2 separate regions of the Mus musculus genome follow, and region 1 is linked to region 2. The links are chromatin contacts, called in public promoter capture Hi-C maps. All regions are on one chromosome and are shown on one strand. The core of a region is the stretch at or near the end of the contact, and the rest is flanking DNA. Distances in the headings are between cores, read along the strand shown.

Region 1 (6,691 bases), core at 2,552-5,051, 2.1 Mb before region 2:
TGTTTGTTTGTTTTTTGTTTTGTTTTGACTTTTTCCTTTGACTGTGATGGCCACACTATGACATTTTATTACAGAAGTTATTTAGAATAAATTCTTTTCTATTCTTACTCAGGGGTGAAAGTGAGACATACCACCTAAGCAAGTTGTTTCTTTCTTCTAACAGAAGGCTCTGTCTAAGGTTTCTAATAACCGCCACTCCAAAGAGCTCAGCCAGTTCTGGAACCCTGCCCTTGCATGTCACACTGTGTAGTAATCAAGGACTCTTTCTTGGAAATAAGAACTCTGATGGTCATAATTAATCTTTTAGGCAGCTCCTACTTGATTTTAATATTTGGCATTACCGACTCAGGTGATTTAAATTCTGAGCCAGATGTAATAATTAATGCCTGAAAATGATTAATGATGAAATGATATGATGAACATAAAAAGACTTTCAAAAAGAAATGACCACAAGTTAGTGTTTACTTCAAGTCACTGGACAGAGTATTTTACACAAGTATTGCACATCAGAGACCCAAGCTCACAGGCGGCTATGTCTCAGGAAACACGAGGATACAGGCCTGCTGCTTCTTCCTTTAACCTGGAACTTCCCGAGGACAATCGCTTTTTATTAACACTATCTGCAGGAGAATGGACATTAGTGGGTGCGCCTGTAAGTGACTTGGGAAAAGGCAATGTAAGTAATGGTAGGAGATGCACGCCTGGCAGGAGCAGACTTCCTAAACAGCCCAAGTGTAAATGTGTCCAGCTGCCATCCAGAAATCTCCCACTGGCCCAGAACTTCAGGATGGGCTGGGCAACCCCAGAAAGTCAGAATGGAATTTTTCCTGGAGGGACAAACCAGCATCGTCAGAAGCAAGAGAGGCAAGCAGAGGGTGGGAGAAGCACCATGATCCTGTCAGATCTGGTCAGATCAGGTTAGACGCACACAGGAGGGGTCCAAGTGCCGCACACAGGCTCCACCAGGTACCCGGCGTTCCTGAGGTTCTGAGCAGTCAGTCTCAGTCTAACAACATAGCATCCCTATAAGACAGCCTTGGCTGAAGAGATGGCTCAGCAGGGAAACCAGCTTGCTGCCAAGGCTTGAGTTCAATCCCTGGGACATGGTAGAAACAGAACAAGGTCCCTCAAGTTGTCCTTTTCCTCCACACTCCTGCCTCAGCACACATATACCCCCATACCACAATGTCGGTAATGCCAAATAATAAAATCAAGTAGGAACTGCCTAAATGATTAATTATGGCCAGCAGAGTTCTTATTTCCAAGAAACAGTCCTTGATTACTATACAGTGTGACATACAAAATAAAGTATGACAAATTTTAATGATAAAATAGTCTATATCTGTACTACATAGATTAATTAACCATGTGGTTAAAACTAATCACGGCTTCTTAAACTTAACTGAAAATTCCACAACATAACAACTCGAATACAGGGCACTTGAAGCAGTGCCCACAAGGCTGGGCGGGGCAGGGCACTCCAACACTGCTAGTTCTTCAGGCAGCAGTGCCCTAGGATTAGCTCACAACCAATGTCATTTATGAATGAGAGGAAAGCTGGTGAGAGAACACGTCAGTGCAAGGCTGTGTTGAACACTTTGCGCAGACTAAACCCAGAAAGCAATTCTGTTTCTGGTCTTTATTTTATAGGTGTGAGACCTGAGAGAGGGAGAGAGGCGAAGTAACAGACAAATGTGACTGCTACCTACCTCCATAGCCAGGGTTTGCATCAACAGCAGTACCCTTAACCACACATTTTCCTAGAATGCTAACAGGAAAATAGAAACTGACCAGACCCCTGACTGGCATGGTCACTGCGTTGTCACTGGTGGGCACTGAACGAGAACAGACTGAAAGACGAGACTGACTGGCAGGCAGGCAGGCAGGCAGGCATGCTGAAGGGCAAAGACTAGCCTGGAGTCACACTGCTGGCAACCCGTGAAAGACTTTGTCAAAATATCATGTCATATTAAGAATTGTGGGTTTTTAAAAAAAAAAAATCTATAATTTGTAGATTTATTTTTACTTTTTTTTTTTTTTGTTTTTTTTTTGAGACAGGGTCTCACTATTTTGCCCTGGGTCATCTGAAACTCTCAAGAGATCCCCCTGCCTCTGTCTTCTAAGTGCTTGTATTAAAAGCATGAGCCACCATGACTGGCCATTTTGATTTTATATTCATACTAAGTTATAAGCCACAGTATTTTTTTTATCTTGTTTAATGCTCATACTGTAATATAATACCAGTAGTATAAAGTATATAATCCTGGGGACTCATAATAACTTATTACCTTGAAGACAATCTACATATTACTCAAGTCTGAAGATAATGGACTGAATATCAACCACTGGTGAGATTGTAGTAGGTAACCAAGACCCAAGTGGGACTGAACAGACAACTCAGTGGTTGAAAACACTTTCTGCTCTTGCAGACTGGGATTTGATTCCCTGCAACATGGTGGCTCACAGTCATCTCTAACTCCAGTCCCATGGAATTTGACACCTTTTACTGACACCTCCTTGGGCAATAGGGACACACACACACACACACACACACACACACACATCATGCAGGCAAAAACTCTAAGAAAGACATTTTAAAAGAAGGCACAAGGCTAGGAATGATATTCTTGCAATTCAGTTTATTTAATGTTTAAATGAAAAAGTTTCCCTTTTAAGTAATAATTACAATTTTAAGAAACCTCAAGTGCCATCATGCCAGTCTATACTAATTATTAAATACAGAATCTTTGACTATTCGTTAGACTTTAAAATGCTCACTTTGGAAGCCCATACTCACACACACACTCTCTCCTAAAGGGGTTGGCTTACAGCTAAAAAGACAAACATTTCCAATATCAAGAGAAAAAAAAAAAGTTAGACTTGTTATCCCCTAGCTGCTTCATTGCTGTTGGCTAACATAACTAGAAAAGATGGGGAATGAACGAACTGAGTTGGTTGGTATTTAATAATCCACTGGGCCCAAAGAAAGTCCTCAGTTATAGGAAAGCTCCATTAGCACACGAGGAAAGCAACACGTGTCCCACAGGGCACCTTCCCCTTCTCTGCAGAGTGGCTGCAACATAGACAGTCTACCCAGAAAGCCTCCAACCATCTACCTTTTAAGAGAAATAGAGATGGGGCTGGAGAGTTGGCTCGGCAGCTGAGGCAGAGGACTTGAGTTTGGTCCCCAGCACCCATACTGTGTGGCACACAACTCCAGCTCCCGGGTAATCTGATGTGCCTGCACACACGTGTGCACATACACATAAAAAGTCATTAAAATAGGATTTCAAGAAAGATGGGAGTGGTGGTTCACGCTCATTAAGCTTTATATTTCTAAGATCACTAAGGTCTTATGAATGGGGAAGTATTTCCTCTGATCCTGACCAGTCTCCCAACGTTTTAAAATGGCTTTTCTGCTTTCCCACTCTGGATCTGCCTCTAAAGGAACCTGGCTGAGCAAGAGTCTCACAAAGGGAAGGGTAAGGGCTGAATTACACTTGGAGCACTTTGCCCCCTGCCCCGTGACAGCCCGTTTGAAAAAGGAGAGGTGTACTCTAATCTGTACGTGAAACAGCCAGCGATTCCTCATCCGGCAGCTGAAGCCCTCAGAAGGACCCATCGAGGCAAGGCCAGAAAGCCCTTCCCCTTCCTCCAGGTTCTCCCTCCCGCTCCACACCTGCCCAGACCCGCGGGAGCCGGAGGGAATGCCCGAGCTTTTCTCCCGGAGGTGCCCGCCTACCCCAGGGCGGGGCCGAGGCTCCCGGCAGAGCCACTGCCCGAACGGTTTCCTGAGTGAAGGAGGAAGAGGGAAGGAAGGCGCTGAGGAGCGAGCAAGCGCGCACGCCCAGCCCAGCTACCGACTGACTTCACCACCTCACCGACACCCACTTGGACACCCACTCGGCTGGCCAGCACTCCACACTGACGGGACCCTGGCTGCACCCGCCGTGATCTCTTTGAACTAGGATAGCCCGCGCTGTCTCCCCCAAGATGGAAATCCCACCCACCCACTATGCTGCGTCCAGGGCCGCCTCGGTGGCGGAGAACTGCATTAACTACCAGCAGGGGACTCCCCACAAGCTGTTCCTGGTGCAGACGGTCCAGCAGGCCAGCAAGGAGGTGAGTCTGCGAGGAGAAGCCCTGCGATCGGCTCCCCCTACTGCCCCCACCCCATCCCGGCCGCGGGACCCTGCTCTGCCTCTGAATAGCATTGCTATGAGCTCCCCTATATGGGACTCATCCCAGAACTGTTTGCTTTCACGGTAAAGCAGAGGACCTATGCAGCCAGATTTTGTGCATATTAGTTTAAGGGATTGGGAAATACACGGGGTTAATCTCACCCTTTCCTGTGGAGAGAAGAGGTCTAGGGAAGACAGCATTCTAAACAATCTGGAAGCTGTTATAGTTTCTCCATCTGCCGCTAGCTAGCCTTGGCCAACAAAAGCTCATGGCCTCCAAACGACTCCATAAACTTTTAAGAGTAACTCTTAAGCCCTTTGCCCAAAACGACGGGAAAACGCAAGAAATTCGCCCCGAGGAAAAAACAAAGGCAGTGTGGGCTGCTCGGGCTCCAGCCGCCCACATCCTGCCTGACATGCAGCCTTGCCTCTGCTGAAGCCGGCTAGGCTAAAGGGCCTCACCTACCTAGCGAGTGTCCCTATTTTTTTTTTCTTACAGCTCAAGATTTTTTTGGCTGACAAAGAAATGATTTTTATTTTCGAAACTGTACTAGATAATATAAATTAGTTACACACTTCAAAACTGGCTTTCATTTAAAAGGGGGATATCTAAATGATCTATTCATAAGGTCTTTTGAAGTGGTGTTTGACAGGACAGTATCAACAGCACTTACACACACTGTCTCTGAGCACTTGGCACTCATCCACCACACGTCGTTTACTCACTGAACACTCTGGTACCCCCGGCTTTAAGACAAACCCTTCCAAAGATGTGCCTACTGCCACTGCATCTGTGTCCTCTGTACGTTTCCACCCGCTTCCTAGACCTACCTAAATAAACTTGCTAGATACTGCCAAGTCCATGCTAGACACCCGATGACCGCCTTCCTGAGCAGCCGGGCTTGGGAAGCGATGAAGGATGGTAAGATGTACAGTCATGAGGAACGTCAGAACAAGACCCCTGGGATGTTTTAAAAGACGCAAAACTTTAGTGTATTTCTTCCCACCAGCCACCCTCCCAGTCACGTAATAAGAATGTCCTAACTAAAAAGATGTGATATATTACAGTATTCTTTTCTCCACTATATTTTTTTCTTAATTTTAGGATATCCCAGGAAGAGGGCACAAGTACCATCTTAAGTTTTCTGTGGAAGAAATTATCCAAAAAGTAAGTGAGCTGTCTTTTCTAGAATACGCGTGCGTTCTCAGTGTTGCGGCTCATTCTCGCTGAGGGTTTACCCTGGGCCTCCACTGCGGCTGCTGGGAGATTCTGAGTATGGGCAGCCATGGCTCTGCAGGCAGAGCTTCACAAGCCAGTGTGGACTGCCTGAGCACTTTCTTTCTGTTCAATTGTTTAGAAAAGTCTGTGTTTCAGTTCAAATAAATTACCCTTAAGTAGATTCCAAGCAGTCTGAATTCACGCCTTGTAGGACTGAAAGAGGTAATTTACTCTCCAGTCATGACTGTTTTCTCATGCCTGCCTTTTATTTTGGTTTTTAATTGGATATTCAAATTAAGTACATTTAGAAATTCAGGAACAATAGAACCTCCAACAGTGATTCCACTAATCTTGCAGTAGTGGGACAGGAAAGTTTGAAAATTTTGAATGCATGTCAAATTATCAATGAAATAAATGTAAAAGAAGGGAACTGTAGTTGGCGCCACAGCCATCTTGAAGCCGTGGGAAGTTTTCCTCTCCCCGAGGAGATAACAAGAGGAAATCCCCTGAAAGGCACTGAGCTACTAGACAGCCATCTCCATAGCAGGCTGCAACCCTTACTTTATATTAGGAGAGACTGCTCGGGCCACATTTGGGAGAAACAGTGGCTTCACAAGCAGAGGGAGGGGGTATGGAACAAGCTTTGGTAGCCCTCCTTTGGTAGGCAGTCAGGCTAAAATTTGACATTGTAAACCACCACCCCACTAACAGACAGGGCTAACATTCCTAAGATTCTGGAACCTAGAAACTTACAACAATGAATGGCCATCTGTAAGACTGATCTTTTGTGTTACTTTTGTAAAAAATGCTCTCAACAGCAAGTTACAGTGAACTGCACAGCTGAAGTTCTTTACCCCCAAATGGGACAAGGCTCTGCACCAGAAGTCAACTTCACATTCGAAGGAGAAATCGGCAAGAACCCAGATGAGGAAGATAACACATTTTATCAAAGCCTCATGTCTCTGAAGAGACCGCTGGAAGCACAGGACATCCCAGGTACACACATAGCGCATGGGAAATGATGTTCTGCCAACTTGAGATGCACCTCTGCTGTCCATCCTCAAAACTGTTTCATGGTATCTAGGTTGGAAATAACTAGACTTTTGCAAAAATACTTACTTCGAATCTAAGCCAGCAATCAAAAGAGGCTTTTTGGAATTTTATACATTCATGGCTTAATTTAGTGTTTACCCATGTTAGATAGCATAACTATGACTTAATTTTTAATCTAAAATGTTTTCTCTACCAGACAATTTTGGAAATGTGTCTCCACAAATGAAGCCAGTCCAGC
Region 2 (6,722 bases), core at 781-3,280:
GTTACTTGGAGACTTCTGAGACTGGAGTTCAAAAACTGGGTTTGGTGGAAGAGAAATCCAGTGGACTAGCCATGTGAAATGAAAAAAGAGTCACTGTCAAAATACCTATCAGCTAGACACAGTGAAAACATAAAACTACTTGAGTAAAATATGAAATTGCAGTGTGTGTAGTATTAAAGGACCAGTGTCTTTTAAAGGAGCCATACTTTCAGAATTTTATGTGAAATCACTTCTAAAAAAACGCAGCAGGTACTTTACAATATTTTAAGCTGTTGTGCAGATTTAATGAGATTGTTCCAGTTGTACAACCTTATTGTATTGCCTACAGGACTTGGTGGTGTAAGGGGAGGTTTGGCTAGGAATGTTTTTCTGGGGCTGAGGGTCATCAGGGCCTCCAGGACTGAGTTCTTTGAGGATGATGGAGGATTTTTGCAAGTTGGGTGGTGATTACGGTGGTGATTACTGTAGAGATAGAACATGGACCACTGCTAATTTGCATGTGTGTGTGTGTGTGGGGTGGGGTGAGGGGGGGTTTGTCCTGAAGTATTCCTAGTGGCTAGAGATTAGAATCCTGATTGGGGGGAAGTGTGGGGGGAGGGGAGGGGAGGGAGGGAGAGAGAGAGAGAGAGACAAAGAGACAAAGACACAGAGACAGCGTACATGTGCATACAAGAATGTGTACACACCCGTGGCATAGGCATTTTTCATTGCTCATACTTCCACAGTCCTTGAGACCTTTCCGTTCTTTATGGTAGCCAGCATTCCACACTTTCTGTACATTTGCGGCCAATTCCAACAAGTGTTTGGCCTCTCTAGATACCTAGTGTACTTTTCACCACATCCAGGGCTTCTGTCACACCATGTCTAGACTGTTCTGTGCTGCTGCTTGGGGTGAAGGAGAAGGGAAGTTTGGTAAGGCCTTGTGCTAGCAGTGAGGCTGTCTGGGTAACAGCCCTGTCCTTTGTCTTCTGAGAATAGAAATTCCATCCTGCTGCCAGCCAGAGCCTTGCTAGGGAGGGACTGCTTTGGGAGTTAAAGTATCCTTTCCTCGCTGCCCAGGAGGCTCCTGCAGCTCTAACAGCTTAGACCCAGGGTGCTGCTTCATTTCTGCCCCTGGCATGACTTCCCCTGGGATTGAGGATCATAGTGCTAGCATGATAGGAATCCTGCATTTCTCTTCCTGCCAGGATTTTTATCTGTTCTTCCCAGATCTGCAGATCCATCCACTCTACCTCCATTGCCTAGGTGATGACTACACCTGCATCCTGCTTTCCTTGGGGCAGCCTTAGGAATTCCGGGACATTCAAATAGAAGCATGTCTGTCCTCTACATTTTGTAAAGGATTCCTCACCTATAAGGAGAAGGATAGTCTGGCATAAGCCATGTACCCTCTTGACGAGGTCCTTTGTACTGCTCTTTCTTGTTCCTAAAATGTACTTCAAGGTTTCTTTATGCTATGGCAAGGCATACAATCCAAACTCAGAATAAACATCTTATAGGGAGGGGGCTTTTGCAAAGTTATGTCAAGTAGACCCACCTTTCTCAGTTGCTCTCTAGTGTAACAATCTGTTTGCTTAATAACTCATGATCTGAAATTTTGTTCATTTTTATTAGTCCCCTAGTAGAATGTAAGCTTGTTAAAGACTGGACAGTATCTTGTGTCCTGTGGTGGTGTTGTCAGTATCTGGTACATCGTGAGCTTTCAGAGGCCAGCTTTTTTAAAGCATAGGTTTCTTAATTCACTCTTTCCACCAGCAGTTTTAGGACAGGATCTTGCTCATCACAGTAACCCAACTGTCTCCTTGGTGCCAGATGCAGGAAGTATTCCAAACACGAGTGAAATTGAAACTTTTATATTGAACTTAAGTTCTTCTGGGTACAAACTGTGTCCTTTCCCCATCCTCATTGTGTAATCTTGTTTTCCCAGTGCATAACAGAAAATGAATGAAGATGGTATGGTTCATTAGATGAGGCATTCCCTGTAAAGGTCCCACAGAATCCAGGAGGAACCATGGCCGGGCTGAATTTGGAAATAGCTGTGGAGTATTGCCCCACTGCCTGGTCCGGCGAAAGGTGGTGGCTAGGCAGGCAATCTGTACCATTTACATACCAGTGTATTCTGGTTTTTCTCACCCTCCCTGCCCTTTCTCTCTTTCTTTTGAGACAGGGCTTTTCTATGTAGTCCTGGCTGTCCTGAAACTCCCTCTGTGGACCATGCTAGTCTCAAACTGACAGAGATCTACATATCTCTGCTGGGATTAAAGGTGTGTACCACCATTCTGGTCTGTTTCTAAAAGGGGGTTTTAAATCTTCATGTCCACGTTCATCTGTCTGGTTTGAGGAGAGGTGACAGGGCTTGTTTTAGGAATAGATGGATAGCCAAGAAGCCATGAGTCTGTTCCCAGTGAGCAACAGGGAAACATGTTTGCTGGTTTTAGCAGGCTGTGGCTAAGCAGTGGGTGAACTCATCCTAGGACTCAGCGAAGCTGAGAGGAGCAGGCTCAGCACTGAGATGTGTTCAGTGCTGAAGAAAGGTGATCCCAACAGACCACCAGCGCCACTCCTTAGATGCCCCTGATCATCTTCAACATATTCCCCAGGTGCTGCTGCAACCACAGTCCAGCGCCTGGCCTTCAGACCATCACTTGGGGGACAGGATCTTGGTATGGAATAGGCCTCCTGGATTTTCTTTCTAGGGGATGTGATCCTGAAAGTTCCAAACAGGAATTTATTCTCCAGTTACTTCTGGAGTAATAACTAAGGGCCACGTAGTAGGAAGTGGGAAGTGAGTGGAGAAGAGAGCCACAGGTCTCTGACCTTTAGGCTCACAGTACAGCAGAGGGCACAGACAATTATCATGCATCTTACACTAAGTGGTATGATGAGTGGGATCACGGGATGCTGTTAGATGGTTAGGAGTATGGCATAGTATATTGGCAATAGTTTATGGAAGGAACAAATGAACACACAGTATGTATTGTCCTATAGCCATTACATCTCAAGCAGACAGTTAAACATGCTTTTATGGTTAGACTTATCAGTTGCCAGGTGTGACACGGGAGTGCACCACCCCACACAGATGATCCGCTGGAATTTGAGACACTTGTTTCTTAAGTAAGCAGAGGACAGCCTGGGTTCTGTGTATAATGTAAATGTGTTGTTGCGTCTTACAACTTTGTGTTTCCTGCTACTTTGTCTAGTTCTCTGCTTGCAAACACACTGTAACATCCCCTGGAGTTTGCTAGAAGGAGAAGGGGCTGCAGTACTTGCCTGAATGGCACCAAGGTTTTCAATGAGTTGTTCCGGAGTGGATGATCCCAGGAGCACAGAACTCACACCCTCATTTCTCAGGCACCACGCTGAAAAGGGCAAAGCACTGGGGTCAGGATTATTGATACGCTTGTAGTTAACGTGTGTGTGTGTGTGTGTGTGTGTGTGTGTGTGTGTGTGTGTGTGTAGGTTAGAGGACACACTGTTTTCTGGGCTTAAATATTAGAACAGCACCCTTTTCCAGAAGTTTAATAGAATCCATACATTTGATAGTACGTTTGTGGCTTTCTGGCTTTCTTGTATTTTGCTCCAACTACCATGAAAATACCCAACATTGCTCACCTACTTATAATGTCTGGAATCTTGTTCCTGCCAGGCTCCCTCTGTCTTATACAGGGTATCATTTTTCCTCATCTGTCAGCCCTTTGCATTGATTATCTCAATTGCTTTTTTACTCTCAAAGCCCCAGTCCTTCCTCTGCTTTAGTAAATCCCATAAAAACCCAACCTGTGTTTTCTACTTGGGGCTAGTAGAGTAAACCAGAGATTACCATAGAATCTTATAGTCTGGCACCTCTTATGTCCCCTCTCCTTTGCTATCTTGCCATTGGGCCTTAACCAGGCTGACGAACCTCTCTTTGATCCTTGATCATCCTTTCCTCAAATGACATAAGGTCTGCCCTCCTTTGGAGCTGTTTGCTTTTTTATTTTTGTTTGTTTCATGGAACCGGGCTGATCTCCAACTTGCTATATAGCCTGAGATTTTCCTTCCTTTATCTCATGAGTGCTGGAATTCTAGGCATGAGCAACCATGTTGGCAGGATCTCTACCCTAAAGCCTTGTATTTACTCTCAGCAGGTGACCTTCCTCGAACTTTATCTAAAATATTAAATCCACCAAGGTGATGGTTTGTATATGCTCTGCCCAGGGAGTGGCACTATCAGAAAGTGTGGCCCTGTTGGAGTAGGTGTGTCACAGTGGGTGTGGGCTTTAAGACCTTCATCCTAGCTGCCTGGTAGCCAGTATTCTGCTAGCAGCCTTCGGGTGAAGATGTAGAACTCTCAGCTCCTCCTGCACCATTCCTGCCTGGATACTTCCATGTTCCCACCTTGATGATAATGGACTAAACCTTTGAACCTGTAAGCCAGCCCCAATTAAATGTTGTCCTTATAAGAGTTGCCTTGGTCATGGTGTCTGTTAACAGCAGTAAAACCCTAACTAAGACAACCAGGTAGAATATTCTTCATTTGTCTACCTACTTAGTACCCACAATGATACTGTCCAGTTGCAGACGATGCATGCTGTTTTGGCCTAAGGTCAAACTGCCCTGGATCCTTCTCCCCTTTTTTTTGGATTAATTAAACATTTATTTCTCTGCTCCCTGAAGGTTTTGTTTCCTGTTTTCCTTTGTCAGTAAAGAATGCTCCATTCATTTTCACTGTAAAGTAGTCTCTGACTTTGTACTTGCTTAGACACTTCTCTAACTCTGGAAGTTCTGAACGGCCAGTTTAGGCTCCTGGTCTGGCCTTCATCATAGTCCAGTCCCCTCTTACCCTGTTCTGGAAGCCAAGGCCCCAGCGACCTCTTGGTTACAGTGAATGTAACCAAGAGCGTGGGTCTGCATGTTTCTGCTGGACCTTCCCGCCTTGCTTTGCCAGTTCCATTTGGCTCAGCGTCAGCATCTTTGCCTCCCTACTAGAATTCTGGGACCTTTAGGAATTGTCCTTTTTTTCTGAGTCTCCCTTCCCTTTTAAATTCCAGGTCGAGTTGGTTATTCCTCGTGTTCCCCTAATCTATTGGTTCTTACCCTTTAGCATATGATGGGGAGTTATCTGGAGGGCCTCTGTAGCATCCTTTCTAGGCCTCAAGAGCTTTTACTTAGAAGATCTTGCCTTGAGATATGGGCTTCTACGTATTTAGTTGATAACATTTTTTTTTTTTTTTTTTTTTTTGTTCAAGCTGGCCTTGAACATTTTATGTAGCTCAAGGATGACCTTAAAGTTCTGACACTGCCTCTGCCTCCTGAGCCCTGGGATTAGAGGCATGTGCTACCATCCCAGGCTTATGAGATACTGAGGCAAGCATTTTACATTTGCAGCCTGGGAATTTAAACTGTCTTCTTAAGAGGAGGGAGAGGAACAAGCTTTATTGAACTGGAAATTACATATAAAAAAGAATTTAGCCTGTTTTTTTTTTCCCGAGACAGGGTTTCTCTGTATATCCCTGGCTTTCCTGGAACTCACTTTGTAGACCAGGCTGGCCTCGAACTCAGAAATCTACCTGTCTCTGCCTCCCGAGTGCTGGGATTAAAGGTGTGCGTCACCACGCCTGGCTTGACCTGTTTTTGAGTGTTCATTACCTTAAAAAAATAGTTTAGCAGCCCTAGCAATGTTAGTGTGCAGCCATTACCGTTTCAAATTCAGTTAGTGGAACAATCCCATACCTGAGAAAATACCTATGACAGGCCATAACTGATAACAAACTTCAGCCCTACATAATCACTATTTGTTTTTAGATCTGTCTTTCTGAACAGTTCATTTAAATAGAATAAAGTGCCCTCATCTTTTGTGTTTGATTTCTTTCAGTTTGCAGCACATGTTTCCTTGTTTCCTCTGTGGTGTAACAGTGTATCATTTCAGTGCTGCATAGTATTTGACGGTGTAGACACCTGGAGGGTCTCTGCTCTGACTCATCTCTCCCATGCCGCTGTACACAATCCATCCTCAGGAGCTCTGTCCAATCGCTGCTTTTCCTACCTTTTGCTTCAGCTGCCCCTCTGTTAATATAGATGCCCTAGGCCTAGCTGCAGCTTCTCTAAGTTTCATGATGCCACTTTCCTGACTTCAGCTTGTGCCTAACAAGATCCTTTTCCTTTAAGATGACATGTATTTCTTACTCTGGTAAATCTTATTGTCCATTCTGCCTCTCTGCCTTAATTTTTGTTCTTCAAGAAAACTAGTTTGTTGATCTCTCTATCCTGAAATATCATACTGGCTTCCCTTGCTGGGAATAGGGAGAGTCCTTTGCCTGGATGGCACTTTTTGCCCTCACTTTTTCTTTGTCCTGTTAATATCTCATCCTTTGAGGTTCCTAATGGTCTTCTGCCTTCTTCCTAAAGCCTATCCTAAATCACAGACCAACCAGTGTGCCCATAACCTGCACTGAAATCTGTTCATCTTCTGGATATGCCCATTAGGCTGTGGGATGTGGCTATCTTGAGTTGGATGCTCAGCAGCCTACCCCATCCTTGGCCCATGGGACACTGATTAAACGCTTGCCGGGAAGACAGGTCTGGATGATTGCTTCATCTCCTGCACATCTGCCTCCTTTTACTCAGGCCCCACTCTCTGTCAGCTGATCCTCTAAGCTGTTACCAGGGCTCCGAGGCAATCACTGAATCCTTCCAGGTGGTCATAGTCAGCACCCTCTCTTCCCCCTTGGCTTTCTTGCAGT

Evidence for each region. Promoter capture Hi-C pulls out the DNA fragments that hold promoters and counts their contacts.
Region 1: a contact with region 2 is called in a promoter capture Hi-C map of liver, with 5 times the contacts expected there. The contact joins the promoter of Lxn here to the enhancer-like site in region 2. A contact is called at or near these places in 5 of 39 promoter capture datasets (hematopoietic stem and progenitor cells, hippocampal neurons, liver and 1 more).

The regions. Positions count from the first base shown.
Region 1 is chr3:67,461,017-67,467,707 of GRCm38.p6, reverse strand. Lxn (latexin) reads left to right here and starts at 3,801. Exons shown (of 6, transcript NM_016753.4): 1 at 3,801-4,122; 2 at 5,287-5,349; 3 at 6,219-6,396; 4 at 6,650-6,691. The coding sequence starts at 3,994. All of the region lies in intron 13 of Gfm1 (G elongation factor, mitochondrial 1), which reads right to left.
Region 2 is chr3:65,367,994-65,374,715 of GRCm38.p6, reverse strand. It overlaps Kcnab1 (potassium voltage-gated channel, shaker-related subfamily, beta member 1), which reads right to left. Exons shown (of 14, transcript NM_010597.5): 13 at 3,271-3,359. Among named protein-coding and RNA genes, the nearest start is that of Ssr3, 21 kb to the left of the region's middle. Within about 2 kb of position 2,030, at least 30 of the 459 cell types and tissues checked have an H3K27ac peak or open chromatin away from gene starts, as enhancers often do. A contact at or near this core is called in liver, where this site is marked.